Regions from separate parts of the Mus musculus genome. Here all the other regions are linked to region 3. Evidence: chromatin contacts called from public HiChIP or PLAC-seq and promoter capture Hi-C data. All regions are on one chromosome and are shown on one strand. Each heading gives the region's core, a stretch centred on a gene start, on an enhancer-like site or on the middle of the called end of the contact. The rest is flanking DNA. Distances are from core to core; before and after follow the strand shown. Region 1 holds the start of Vps53 (VPS53 GARP complex subunit). Region 2 holds the start of Gemin4 (gem nuclear organelle associated protein 4). Region 3 holds the start of Myo1c (myosin IC).

What was found. HiChIP or PLAC-seq counts read pairs in DNA pulled down with a chosen protein or histone mark. Capture Hi-C pulls out chosen DNA fragments and counts their contacts.
Region 1: a contact with region 3 is called in an H3K27ac HiChIP or PLAC-seq map of microglia, with 6 times the contacts expected there. The contact joins the promoter of Vps53 here to the promoter of Myo1c in region 3. A contact is called at or near these places in 3 of 39 promoter capture datasets (the SN4741 cell line, cranial neural crest and pre-B cells), 1 of 484 Hi-C or Micro-C datasets (cortical neurons), 8 of 115 datasets of contacts at active chromatin or transcription factors (the NIH/3T3 cell line, astrocytes, bone marrow-derived dendritic cells and 5 more) and 2 of 9 other capture datasets (adipose tissue and liver).
Region 2: a promoter capture Hi-C map of adipose tissue shows a contact between it and region 3. The contact joins the promoter of Gemin4 here to the promoter of Myo1c in region 3. A contact is called at or near these places in 3 of 39 promoter capture datasets (hippocampal neurons, liver and pre-B cells), 3 of 115 datasets of contacts at active chromatin or transcription factors (astrocytes, embryonic forebrain and memory CD8 T cells) and 2 of 9 other capture datasets (adipose tissue and liver).

The regions. Positions count from the first base shown.
Region 1 is chr11:76,176,783-76,181,031 of GRCm38.p6, reverse strand. Vps53 (VPS53 GARP complex subunit) reads left to right here and starts at 1,394. Exons shown (of 22, transcript NM_026664.4): 1 at 1,394-1,619. The coding sequence starts at 1,533. It also overlaps a transcript of Tlcd3a not described here.
Region 2 is chr11:76,215,933-76,220,426 of GRCm38.p6, reverse strand. It overlaps Gemin4 (gem nuclear organelle associated protein 4), which reads left to right and starts at 2,855. Exons shown (of 2, transcript NM_177367.3): 1 at 2,855-2,949. The coding sequence starts at 2,940. It overlaps Dbil5 (diazepam binding inhibitor-like 5), which reads right to left and starts at 2,814. Exons shown (of 2, transcript NM_021294.2): 1 at 2,679-2,814; 2 at 1,762-2,200. The coding sequence starts at 2,155. The coding sequence ends at 1,892. It overlaps Glod4 (glyoxalase domain containing 4), which reads left to right. Exons shown (of 9, transcript NM_026029.3): 9 at 1-32.
Region 3 is chr11:75,654,024-75,658,325 of GRCm38.p6, reverse strand. It overlaps Myo1c (myosin IC), which reads right to left and starts at 2,311. Exons shown (of 32, transcript NM_001080775.1): 1 at 2,125-2,311; 2 at 679-834; 3 at 458-573. The coding sequence starts at 2,142.

The sequences.
Region 1 (4,249 bases), core at 145-2,644, 520 kb before region 3:
GAAAATAAAGAAAAAATATATTTCCCTGTCATTTGCTTTTGGTTGAGACAGTACATTTTCCTTATCCACCTACTCTTCACCTTCCAAGTGTTGGGATTATAGGCTTGTACCATCACACCCAGCCAATTTTGCTCTCAGAAATAAATATTCTGCTTTCTGAAATACACTGTGCATATATCGCTATGTCATTAAATAATTGTCAAAATAATACTTTTATGAGTCAATAATATATGTGTGGAGGTTAGAGGGTAACTTGTGGAAGTTAGAACTCTCTTATCAACATGTGGGTTCGATGGATGAATTCAAGCATCAGGCTTGAGGGCAAATGCTCTACTGGCTGAGCCATCTTGATGTCTCTCACAGTCCTCCTGCAATTATATTTTAAAGCATTCTTTTGTTGCTGTTGCTAAAACTTATACTACTCACACATTTTTGGGGGGCAAACTAAAACAACAATAAAATTCCATTCCTAAAACTATAATGTTTTTTAAAAACTAAAAAAAAAAAAGCAAATTATATTATTCCTGAAGCAATTTTTATAAAACTATATGTACGGAAAAAAAAAAAAAAGTTCAGCAGGGCCAGATACTCCTCTGTCGAGGTTTTCACAATGTTGAACTGGTAAGGCAACCCTTCCCTTGGCTGCAATTCCATCATTGTTCCAGTGCCTGCTGGAAAAGCGGTTCCACAGGGCTATCTGGCTCCTCTTTTTGTAATGTACGCGGCTAAACACCCTAACATTTCCTGTACTACCTGCCTAAGTTTGCATAATACTTCCATATTTAATGTCACCCCATCTAACGTAGTGTAAGCAGGGCAGATGGGAATACTTTGTTCAAGATCATAAGGTTATCAAGGGTGTAAATAAGGATGTACAGCCCGGACATTCGGTCTCAAAAACCAAACACTTCCCAGCGTTGGGTCGCTTTTCTCCTTACTCCCCACCCTAGCGAGGAGGCTTCAGACAATTCTGCCCAGTAGATCCTTATCTAAGGAGCAGAAGCTCTCCCAAACCTCAAATGTCTTTGGCAACACTGCCACTTACCAGCTGGGGTCATTTCACTCCCGATGGCAGGGGGACACAGACTGCCCTAGACCAAGGGGATCCAGCGAGCGGGTTGCACGTTGGCTTCATGGCCAGCGGGGCTTATTGCCCATCCATTGGGACACTGCCGTGGCTACCGCTCTCTGGGGCGCCCGGGCGACACTACGGCGCTGGTGGGGGATGCGCCCTGGGCGAAGAAGAGAGGGCTTTCAATCTTAAGAACCCGCCGCGTGCGAACAGGGAACTTGAGGTTAAGGGTTGTCTGGAGATTTTCCAGGGACTTGACAGCCATGCCTGCGGAAGTCAGTCCTCCGCTATCCCAGAGTCCCCCGGTTCCCGGAAGTGCCCAGTTCTCCGGAAGTGCCAGGCTAGCCGAGTAAGTAGCGGCTCCCTCGAGCCCCGTACCTGGAGGCTTGCTCTTCTGGGGTCCTGGTGACAGACAGGTCGCGAGCAGGATTGGAGAGGGCGTCGGGGGCTGAGCGGCGGGATGATGGAGGAGGAGGAACTGGAGTTTGTGGAGGAGCTGGAGGCTGTGCTGCAGCTCACGCCAGAGGTGCAACTCGCCATCGAGCAGGTGAGCGCTCCACCCCCTCGGGAGGAAGCTGCGGTGGAAGGGGCAGCTCTAGGCCAGGGTCGAATCTCCCCTGCTAGGCTGGAAAGGTGGCGGTTCTTATGCTGAGCGGAAGTCTGGATGGTGGTAAAGGTGGGGATGGGTTTTTCAGCCTGGGGACCGAACACGTCTTCTCTAGGCTCTGTGTTTCCGAGGTTGTTACGCCCTGCTGAGTTTGGGCCGAGCTGTCCTCTTTGACAGGATAAACCTAGAGGGAGCCCCGTGACTAGAGAATTCGGATTATGGTTGATTTTAAGACTCTATTCATTTTCCAGCTAGTGCGGCTTCTTCCATTTCTCTGGTTAAACTCTTGGAGTGGTTTGGAATTGGCAGTGGGATACTTCCATTGCGGAAACGAATGACAGAATAGGGTTGTGGGGCGGCATACTGGAAAATGACCCTTGTGCTGGTGTGCGCGTGCGCGCGCACTTGACACTCGCTGGAGTCATCTGGGAAAAGGAAGCCTCAGTTGAGAATTGCTTCCATCAGATTGGCCCACGGGCAATCTGTGGGGGCATTTTCTTGGTTGATGCTGTAGAATGGCCCAGCCCACTGTGGGAGGTACCACCCCTGGGCAGCAGGTTCTGGATTGTATAGAAAAGCAAGCTGAGCAAGCCATGGAAAGCAAGCCAGTAAGTAACATTCCTTCGTGATTTCTGCTCCATTTCCTGGCTTGGCTTCACCTGATGACGACATACTATAACCTGTAATCCAAATAAATTATTTACTTTACAAGTTGTTTTTGGTCATGCTGTGTTATCACAGCAATGTAAAGCAAACTAAGACAAATCTGTACCATAACTAAAAGACTGAGGGCTAGTGAGATAGTTCAGTGGGTAAAGGCACTGTGCCACCAAGCCTGCTGACCTGAGTCTCTTCCCCAGGATCCTCAAAATAGAGGGAGAAAACTACTCCTGGACAAAACACACATACACATGCACACGTCTCCCCAACCTCTGGTCTACAAAGTGAGTTCCAGGACAGCCAGGGATACACAGAGAAACCTGTCTTGAAAAACAAAAAAATAAAGTATTAATGGTCCATATATGCTAATTATTAGTAGTAGAATTATTTTACTTGGGCTACCTTCCCAATAGCCATTAAATGAGACACACTCTTTCTTTCCTTTCTTTTTTATTAGTATTGGAGGTTGAACAAATCCTTGGCACATGAGATAAGTGTCTTACCACAAAGCAATATCCATAGCTCCTAATGTGCTTCTTCTTACACTATAACCCCATGTCAGTTCCCTTAAGGAAGATCTTTCTCCCTCTATCAACAAAACCTTACAAAAACCTACACAGTTACTTCTAATATTATGACCATACATCTTAATATAGTTGACAGGAGACTTTAGTCAACAAAAAACTTCTTGTTGGGAAGAGAAGACTCTTAGGGATATTCTTTTTTTTTTTTTTTTAAAGATTTATTTATTATATGTAAGTACACTGTAGCTGTCTTCAGACACTCCAGAAGAGGGCGTCAGATCATGTTACAGATGGTTGTGAGCCACCATGTGGTTGCTGGGATTTGAACTTCGGACCTTCGGAAGAGCAGTCGGGTGCTCTTACCCACTGAGCCATTTCACCAGCCCCCAGGGATATTCTTTAGTGTCACCCAAATTGCAAAAATTCTCAACTTTGGGCTGGAGAGATGGCTCAGCGGTTAAGAGCACTGACTGCTCTTCCAGAGGTCCTGAGTTCAATTCCCAGCAACCACATGGTGGCTCACAACCACCTGTAATGTGTAATGTGGTCTGATGCCTTCTTCTGGTGTGTGTGAAGAGAACTACAGTGTACTCATATACATAAAACAAATAAATCTTTTTAAAAAATTCTCAACCTTTTAAGATTTGTACTGTATTTTTGTGTATGTGACCTGTGCATGAGTCCCCTTGAAATCCCTTAAACTGCCCATGCAGTACAGTGTCTAGACATCTTTTGGTAAATCTAGAATTTTTCTGCCAACACTGAGGCCTGGCATTCTCTCTATAGGTGTCACCGGATGAAGTAGCTTAAGTCAAGGGCTGCGTTGTGTGAAATCTGTTAATGCCTGGGATTAGACCCAGGAACAGGAAGAGAAGAATGAAGAAACTGGGAGCAGTTAGGAAGTGAATAACCCACTTCCTCATACCAGCTCACAATGACAGGCCCTGTTCCCAGCACTCCCTCTGCAAAGGGCTTTTCATTAATTCTATAATTGCATGTATGTGTCACTTGTACGTGTGGTGTATTCTCACCTTAGGTGTGCAGCACAGAAGTGCAATGCTAAACTTTCAAAAGAAACGACTAAGCTCCACCTCTCACTGCCTTTGCCTCTGCTTGCCCTCCACATCCTAGAAGCTGTGACTCTTCTACCTTTCCTAGGAAGTCATTGGTTTGTCCGTGTTTATTCTTAAATAAAAAAAAAATTACTTATTTACTGTTTATGTGTGTATGTTTGGGCCTGAATGAGTTTATGTGCCCCATGTAAATTCAGGAGCCCTTCAAGGCCAGAAGATGCAGTCGATTCCCTGAAACTGGATTTGGAGGCAGTTGCAAGGAACCATATGGGTTCTAGAAACTGAACCCAAGTCTTCTTGTAAGAGCAGCCAT
Region 2 (4,494 bases), core at 1,606-4,105, 560 kb before region 3:
GCTGCCTCCTAATAAACCTGCCTTTATCAACCATAATGGTGAATAGGTAAACTGCTTTGAGCACCCTTCTGGCGGGTGATCCAGCCTTTAGCCACCTGCCAGAGTGTTCTAAATTCAAGAATTTGAGAATCAAAGACACAAAGGCATGCACGCACGCACACATGCCAGCTTAATTTTTAATATGCCTAACTTGCTCAGTGGCCGGGCACTTCCAAACCTCCCCTCAGCTAGCACAGACTCCCCTCTGGCATTCCTGAGTTAATACCTTCTAAATCAATATTTTATTTTTGCGGCCCTGTTTCCTTCTTGGTAGCCTCCATTGGGGTGGCTTTCCCTTTACACCTACATTGCTGGATGATTTCTTTCCTGCAGCTCTTTAATCTCTCTGCTTCTAAGTCATGGAGAATCTGCCTGCTCTTCATCTCCTTCTGCCCCTTGCCCAGTCATTGGCTGTATGGCAGTTTTTTAGTACTGATCAAAGACACCTGGGGGCAGGGACCCTCAGCATTTGGAAATAAGGCTTTGGGGAGATGAATTAAAACAAAGCATTAGAGCCAATTCCCTACAATCTTTTAATCTGGTCTAGTCTGGCCTATATCTGCATCACTGAGAGAGAGAAAATGGCCATCATAGGGCCCACAAAGAGCCCTGTAGGTAAAGATGCTTTCCAGGAAAGCCTAGCAGCCTGAGTTTGATCCTGTGAACCCATGTAAAAGTTGGAGAGAACCAACTCTGAATTGTGTTCTGACCTTCACATGCACACTTGGCACCCTCACACCCACACACACAGTGCACACAATAAAAAAAATGTAATGATAAACAATAAACTTTATAGCCATCATGGTGGCTCATACTTTAAATGCAGCACTCAGGAGGAAGAATCAGATGGATCCCTGATGGCCAGCCTGGTTTATAGAGTGAATCCAGATCAGCCAAGTCCTATCTCATAAAACAAAGTATAGCTCCCACCCCCCACCCAACTGCCTAGAGAAACTTGCTGTTATATGACCAGATTTGCTAGAGAGCAAACCCTGGTGCCAGGCAAGTACTGCTTGCTTCAGACAAGACACATACTACCATGCTACCACGAAGTTAAGAATTCTACTTTAACACTTCATTTGCCAACTTCTGGGCACAATTTTAGCACACTGATGCCTCTGTAGTGATGGACACCGGCACTTACATGAGCCACACGTGCGTACGTTCATGTGCGTGTGCATGTGTGTGTCCGTCCATCACTGGGCCCCAAGCAGAAACCTAGGTTAAGAACATTTAGGTTGCTAAGGCTTAGGTGATTCTTTCAGGCACTGAGATGCTGAGGCCACCCTTCTTCCCTGTCCCTCAGCTGCTGTGCGTGATGCATGACCCACTTCACCATGTCACTCAAAGTTTGAGTTCCATCAAAATCCTAACTTCTCTGGACCTGTGTTCTAGGTGAGGGCTTTTCTATTTGTCTTTAGCTCTTTAGAAGGCAGAGCCCCTTTCTCCTCTGTACTGTTGGGTTCTTGGTGTGTTGATAACCCCTGATAATACAGATCCAAGCCCCCACCCCTGGTTATTTTAATAGCATGATTCACCCCACCTCTTTGCTCTTCTGCCAAATATCCACACACATTGTGGAACTGGGAAGACTATTAATGCCAGTCAGACCACAGAAAGGCAGATTAATGGAGTTTCACCCAGCAGAGAGAGGCTTCTACACATCTAAATACTTCTCCAGGACCCTCAAAGTTTCTCTTTTGCCACAGACTCCACTCTCATGCAGTTTGAATGATTTATTGGTGTTTCTGCTAACGCTGCTACCCTTTCAGTGTGTTTCAGCCATCAGGAATCTTAAACCCGTCCCCTACCAGTGGAGCCATGCTACTTCCTTGTGTCTGCCAAAATGCTCTTAGCATGGCTCCTTTTTCTTCAGCTCTTCCACTTTAGCAATGTAGATCCTCATGGCATCCATCTTGGACATCCCTTTGTTTACCATCCAGGCCTCATATTTGGCCTTTGCTCTCACATCTGTGGCAGGAGGGACAGGGATGTTACAGTCGCCCTGGGTGGCCTGTTTGTAAAAGCTGTACACCAGCAGTTTCTCCTGATCACTCACAGGCCCCTTCAGCTGCTTGAGTGAAGCACAGGCCATTTCAAACTCCACTTGGCTCATTGGTATACCAGAGGCAATGCTTCTGTTTTTAAGTGATGCGGGGTACTAGAAGAAAGTTGGAAATAAGCAAACCATGTTATTGTTAGGCCTTGGAAAGAAGGGGTAAAGAGATAATGTGTGGGATGAACACGGGGCGTTTGTGTGTTTAATAACGTACAAATCGAGGACCAGGAATCCATTCAATTGCTCCTGCCCCGCAGAGCTTTTTCCAGTGTGACTGCCCTTCAAAGTTATAAAAGCACCTATGAGCTCTGAAAGTTGACTCTGCTGTTGCCTATAGGAGATAGTGCAGCATGAAAAGCAAGCATATAGGGAGTTTTGTGTGTCTTGGGGGGGGGGGGGATGAATCCCGTGGATCCGCTGCTGGTTAGTACACAGCTGAAGGAAAGTTATTCCATGTGGGTGAATCCGGGGCGAGAGCTGCCCGGGGTTCCTGAGTGAGGGTGAATGAGGGGTCTGGACTAAGGGGTTCGACCTCCTTGCCTGAAGGGGTCAGGTTCCACATGGAGACAGCCAACAGTACCTGTGGTTAAGAAGGCTGGGAAGCCTAGGCCGAGAGGGGGCGCTGTGGCTAGGGTGGCTTCGACGCTGCGAGCTTGTTGGAGAGGAGTACGCGTGCGCCTTGAACGGCAGCGGCTAGCAGACTACAGCACGGAAGCGGAGAAGCGCTGTGGGCGGAGCCTGTGACGCGCCTGTAGCGCCGCCCTTTGTGCCGTGGCGCGGGCAACGCGTTCGCGGCCTTGGACTAGGAGGGGCGGTCTAGCCCGCCGCCAGCGTCGCCGCCATGGACCTAGGTGGGTTCCCACTTCCCTACTCCGGCCCCTGGGCCGCACCCCCCCAAAGCACCTCCTGGGCAGGCTGAGGCTCTGCACTGCTCCTACGGTGCTCGGGAGGCTGGGGGCTTGAGGAGTTTTGGGGGACCCGCAGTCGCGAGGCCGGCCTCCATCCTGTAGCCCCACCACATGACGGTCTCCTAGAGTCCTCCTCCGTCCTTCGTAGTGTCTTCCCAGTGGGAAACCGGGAGCGAATATAGCCTTGATTCTCCTGGAAATGCTCAGGGCTACTGCACGTGTTTCGGAAATGCCGGGCTGGGAGGGACGGACGTCCGGAGAGTTCTTCGTTATTAAATGACTGCCGAGTTAGTGAACATGTTTCTTATTAGGTCGCCTAGTGCATAAAGCAAAAATACTGATACTGTCTTTCTCCCAGAGGCTTGGCGTTTTCTTTGCGACCACGTGCATAACAGGACCCCATTCGTTGACTCACGCAAAGCGACCACCCCACCCCCACCCCTCTCTTGTGAGCAGGAGTTGCGCAGCCTGAGATTTCACTTTTTGAATCCGAATTCGAGTGCTGCTTGGTTTGGAGTATCCTCCTAGGCGAGGTCTGGAAGTAAGGCGGAGTTGATAGAAATCTGTGGCCATCTGCCAACCCTCTCCACCCTGCTAGGTGTGCTCTTTAGAGGGTAAGACTAGGAGGCCGTCCTGGGAAGTACTCCAAGATTTGCAAATAATACGCTGTGGAGAAATGTCTTTGTCCCTAGCCAGCTCTTTAGTGTGGAATGGTAGTTTCGTGCCCTGCAGCTGTGAAGAGTGCTGCCAAGGCTTGACTCCCTAGTTGAGACACCTTGCAAAGTTGTGCCTGGGCCTCTAGCTTCCCATCTCCAAAACAGGAGTTATAATCCTCAAGAAGTTAGTTTGACGATTACATGATTTTTATAGGTGTCAAGCTGGGTGTGGTAGCTTATGTCTAACTAGCACTCTGGAAGCAGAGGCAGGAGGATCTCAAAATTCTAGGCCGACCTGGTCTGTATAGTTTCAAGCCAGTTCCAGCTATATAACAAGAGCCTATCTCAGAAAAAAATACAAGTATGCCACCCAGCACAGTGCCTACCAAAGTAACCAGTCACTTCCTAGCACCAGCTACTGATTTAAAAAAAAAAAAAAAAAAAAAAGCCTTTGAGTTTCCCCTGGCTATGAGCTGAGTCTGGGACTTTTCTCAAGCCACATGTACACAGTCTCTGAAAGGCACATGTTTGGCCGCAGACATTTGCTCTGCTAAGCCGATGTCTAATGCAATAAAATGTCATTTACAGTTATAAGGAAATGTGTTCGGGGGCCGGCAGACCAACCTGAGACAGAAAGAACCCTGGATTGCCTTCAGGTCTGGGTTTTGTGGGAGTGCTGAGCCTTGATTTGGGGTGGGCAGGCAGTGACAGTAAATGGTTAGTGGCCAGGAGATTTTTTAGTTGCCTGGTGTCAGTAATTTTTTTTTTTCCCTGGGGGTAGGAGAAGTTTGAGATGGTAGCCATGATGTAGCCTTGGCTAGCCTGAAACTCA
Region 3 (4,302 bases), core at 1,062-3,561:
CCCAGAGTGGTACCCCACCTATACCTGACGGGAACCACTCTTGTAAAATATGGGGGTTATAACCTGGAAGATGGAGAAGGGGGTGGACAGGTGGGAAGCCCTCACAGGGTACACCTGCCCAGCTGAGGATCACTCCAAGTGAGGTGCCAGCCATGGGGAAGCTGGGTACTTGAATGAGGCTGGGAGTCCTCACAGGTGGGCCATGTTAAGATAGTTAAAGGAATACTTCAGGATGGGAACTGAGCTCAGGAGCTGAGGGTCCTGGTTGGTGGACAGAACTCAGAGTTCAACTAATGAGAACTGAGGTGACCATAGGTGAACAACCATGGGATTCCTCTCAGTAGTGACCAGTGAGTCACCCAGGGGTCAGGGAATCATTTCAAAGTGGGGTTTGGATGGGGTCATCTTGCAAGAGGACAGGGTAGGTCACTCCTGGAAAGGCAAGGGAATCACTTACAAATGAGGTGGTACTTCATAGAAACTGACACCACGGTAGCGTTCCATATGCTGCCGGCTGTAGATCTGTAGGTCTCGGTAGGGATTGACAGAGACTAGGACAGGACCGATGTAGGTCTGGGGGTTGGGGGGGTGGGGGAGAAGGGTCAGAGGCTTTTCCTGAAGGTTCCTGCTGCCACCTTCCCCTAGGTCCTTGGGCCCAGCCGTGCTCATGGCACTCACATAAATGAGGTTCTCCCGGAACCGCCGCCGGAGGTTCTCAATGAAGGCAGCCTCACTGGTGAAATTCTCCAGCAGGACAAAGTCCTGCACCCCTACCCGGTCTCGGGCAGTCAAGGCGCTCTCCATGGTCACTCGAACCCCGTCACTGCCCAGGGCCTGTGAGGAACCAGCCACAAGACGCTGTCAGAGTCTGCAGGTTAAAGTCTCGTTTCCTACCCTGCCTGCAGGATGTAGAAGGCAGGGACACTTTGGACACAGGCTACAGAACATGTTCCGGACATATGGCTGGGTTGCAGGATGCTGGAATGCAGATAAGAGACCCTATGGGACATATGGACCATGCACACAGCCCATAGGAGCACAAAGGGCCCAGCAGACACTGAACGACTGCATGGAATCCAGGGCAGCGGCATTTTGAGTTGAGGAAGGTGGGACATGACAAGGAGCTCCTAGGAACGGCAGAAAGAATGCTGGTGTTGACCTTGGACAAACCTCCTCCTTTCTCAGGACTGCTTCCTCTTCAGAGAACAGGAGTGGGTTAGTTCAGGTGACCTCAAATCCCAGCTACGTGTTACAGGTGCTTTGGAGGACAAACGGTTCAGAGGGAATTCTGCAGACAGGGAGGGGCCATCTCTCCAACTCCCATCCACCCCAAATTCCCAGAAGTAGAAGTTGTTTAGGGATCAAGCCAGAGCTCACGTCCTAGGAGAGGGTTTCCCCATGGGCCACCACCTCAGCTGGACTTGATGCCCACCCCAGAAGCGGGTGGCCTGCCCTCCCTCAACTGGAGCCACTCCCTCCTCTCCAGCTGCTAGGCTTCCCCCCCCGCCCCCCCTCCTCCCGCAGCTCCTCCACCGTTGAGAAGCCTCAGGAGGTGGAGGGTTCTCCCAGGGGAAACCCAGCTGCCACCCAAGGGTGGGGCAGGTACAGGCTTAGCTAGACCCTCAAGCCGCGTCTTAAGCAGAGCTTTCCTTTCAAAGAGGGCCTGCAGATCTAGAAAATGCTGGGGTAGGGGGGTGTCAAGGAAGAGGAAGGTACTGGGAGCCGCTGTAAATTCCAGGGAGGTCACCAAGTCTCCCCTGACCCTGGTTTCTAGCCCTAGTTGCTCAGTTCTCTGCTTCTCCGTCACCCCTCAAGTCCAGGGCCTGTCTCCCTCAGACCTGCCCACCCCTGACCCACCCAGCCCGAAGCTGCTGCCAAACACCACCGCAGCCAACGCCCCCTGGTCCTCAAGTGGGAGGGGTCTTAGCCATCACCAGGGGCGACCACATGGTCCTGGGTTCGAGCGTTCTGCAGCCCTCTCCGCCTCGGCCTCCTGTTCTAGCAACTTTCAGGGACATCTTCCACCGAAATTCCTGGGCCGCGCCCGCTTCAAGGCCGGCCCTGGAGCGCCGCGGGCCACCGAGAGATACCCTGGACCCCAAACCTGCCCGCGCCCATGCTCACCGATGCCCGGTAGCGCATCCTGCCGGACCCGGCGCCCCGCTCCGCTGCCCGCGCCTCTTGGTCTGTACTCGGCCGCGGCGTAACCGAGGGAGGGGCCAGCCCGCCCCCTGCACCGCCCCTTGCAGGCCCCTTGGCTCAGGGGGCTCGGAGTCCCGACCCTAGGACCCACTGCAGCCGGCCTGGCCGGGCTGGGTGGGAGGGGGTTCGGGACCTAAGAGGGGGCGCGCGAGGGGCGGGGCCTCCTGCGTGCCGCGGGCTCCGCCTGAGTCAGGTTTTCCAGGAGGAACGTCGTTAGTTCCAGGGTGGGGCCCGGAACCCGCGCGGCCGCCGCGTCTACACAGCTCCGGAACTCACTTCCGGGCTCGTGTCTACAGCACGGGGCTGGACACCCCGCGCGAGACGAGGGCTGAAGCCCGTGGGTCACCGGGGAAGCAGGATTTCTCTCCCCACCCCCAACCTCGAGTCCCGGGAAAGTTAAAAATAGAACGAAATGTCCAAATACGGCCGGCGCCCCGGGACAGGCGGAGCCTCTGTACGGGACACTGTCCACCCCCATACACACTCCCAAAGGACTGGCTCCATTCTTTAAATCCTTAGAAAAGAAATTGTTTGAGACAGGGTCTCTTTACGGAGCCCAATCTGGCCTGGAACTCAAGATGCCTCCTGCCTCAGCCTCCTGAGTACTAAGATTACAAACTTGTGCCAAGAGAGCCAGAAGAGAAACATCTCTTGAAAGATCTCTTCCCTAGCTAAGAAACAAATCCTAGGGTCAGAGCAGGGTGCCCTTTTTGACCCAGCATGACCCCTAAAGAAGCCTGTTTGCCGAGTAGGCAGCACCCTTCTGACTTTCCTACGTGTGCAGCCAATAACCTTATGTTCCAGCCTGAATATCCTCCGGACTCAGTGCCCTGCCCCATGGGCTCCTCTCCTCTCTTCCCTTCTTTCTCTTCCCTCTGGATCTCCGCTCTTCCCTGAACACAGGCCATCAGCTGTCTTCCTTGTCTGTCCAGCACCCTCGCTGGTTCTCTGACGACATCAGCCCTTTTTAGGCCCGAGAAGAGTGTGTGAGAGGAGTGGAGTGGACTTTGGGTCAGTTGCCACCTCTTGTGGCATATGGATGTCTACGGTAAAACAAAACAACAACAACAAAACCAGCCTGGCCTTTGCTTACTAGCAGGATGATGATCATGAGTAAGTGCCTTAAGAGGCCGATTGGCTGATACTTGCCAGAATTGTTGGGTTGCCTGAAATGAAGCACTGACCAAGCCATCAACACCACTACTACCCTCTTCCTCTTTCATTCTACACGCACTGAGGGACTTGGGGGAGAGTCCAATCTTCTTGTCTAGTGAAGAAAGCGTCCGCCCCTATATCTACCATTTGCAAAGGGTTCTCAAGTGCCTTATCTATTCCTCGCCCTTTGTAAGGAACCTGAAGCATATACCGAGGGTATACACTTGGTCTAGGGAGGATAGGGGGAGTAAGAACCCAAAGCACCAAAGCGCCCCACCCCTTGGACGGGGACTCCCTGGGGAGGAGGTGAGTCTGCGACAGGTGCTGCCTTGCGGCCTCAAGGGGAAGGATGGTTCATTACTTCGTGAACAACAGCTCGAGCCACAACCCGGGGGTGGGGGTGGTGTGCGGCGCCAGCTGGGGAACGAAGCCCTTTGGAGCGGGCCAGGGGAATGGGTGCTGCAGGTGGAAGATGGGTGAAAGACAGGGCAAAGGGGAGCGCCCTTTACGATGCCCCCAGGTTTAAAAGCATAGAGAGGATACGACCTTCAGTCCACCCCAGAGCATTAGAAGACCTGAGGTGGGAGAGCTTGGAGTCCCCAGCACTAGCATGGGCTCGCTCCCCTCCCCCTACCGCGGCCTCATTGAGCTCCCTCTCCAGCCAGAGGAGTCTTGGTGGGAGGAGCGCACTGAAAGGGGAGGGGCTTCGAGGCCGCAGTGCCCGCCCTGCCCCGCCCCGTCCCGCCCCGCCGCGTCAAGCGGCTGGAATGAGGGGAATCCGCGCGTGGAGGGGTCCGACGGACTTCACCCATCCCGAGCGGCGCAGCCGCATTCCTAGGATGCCCGCTGGCGCCCCCGCAGCCACCGCCCCGCATCGGAAGGAGGGCGTGTAGCCGCCGCCCTCCGGGCCTGAGGCCAGCCACAGTCCCGGCATCTACTTCTAGC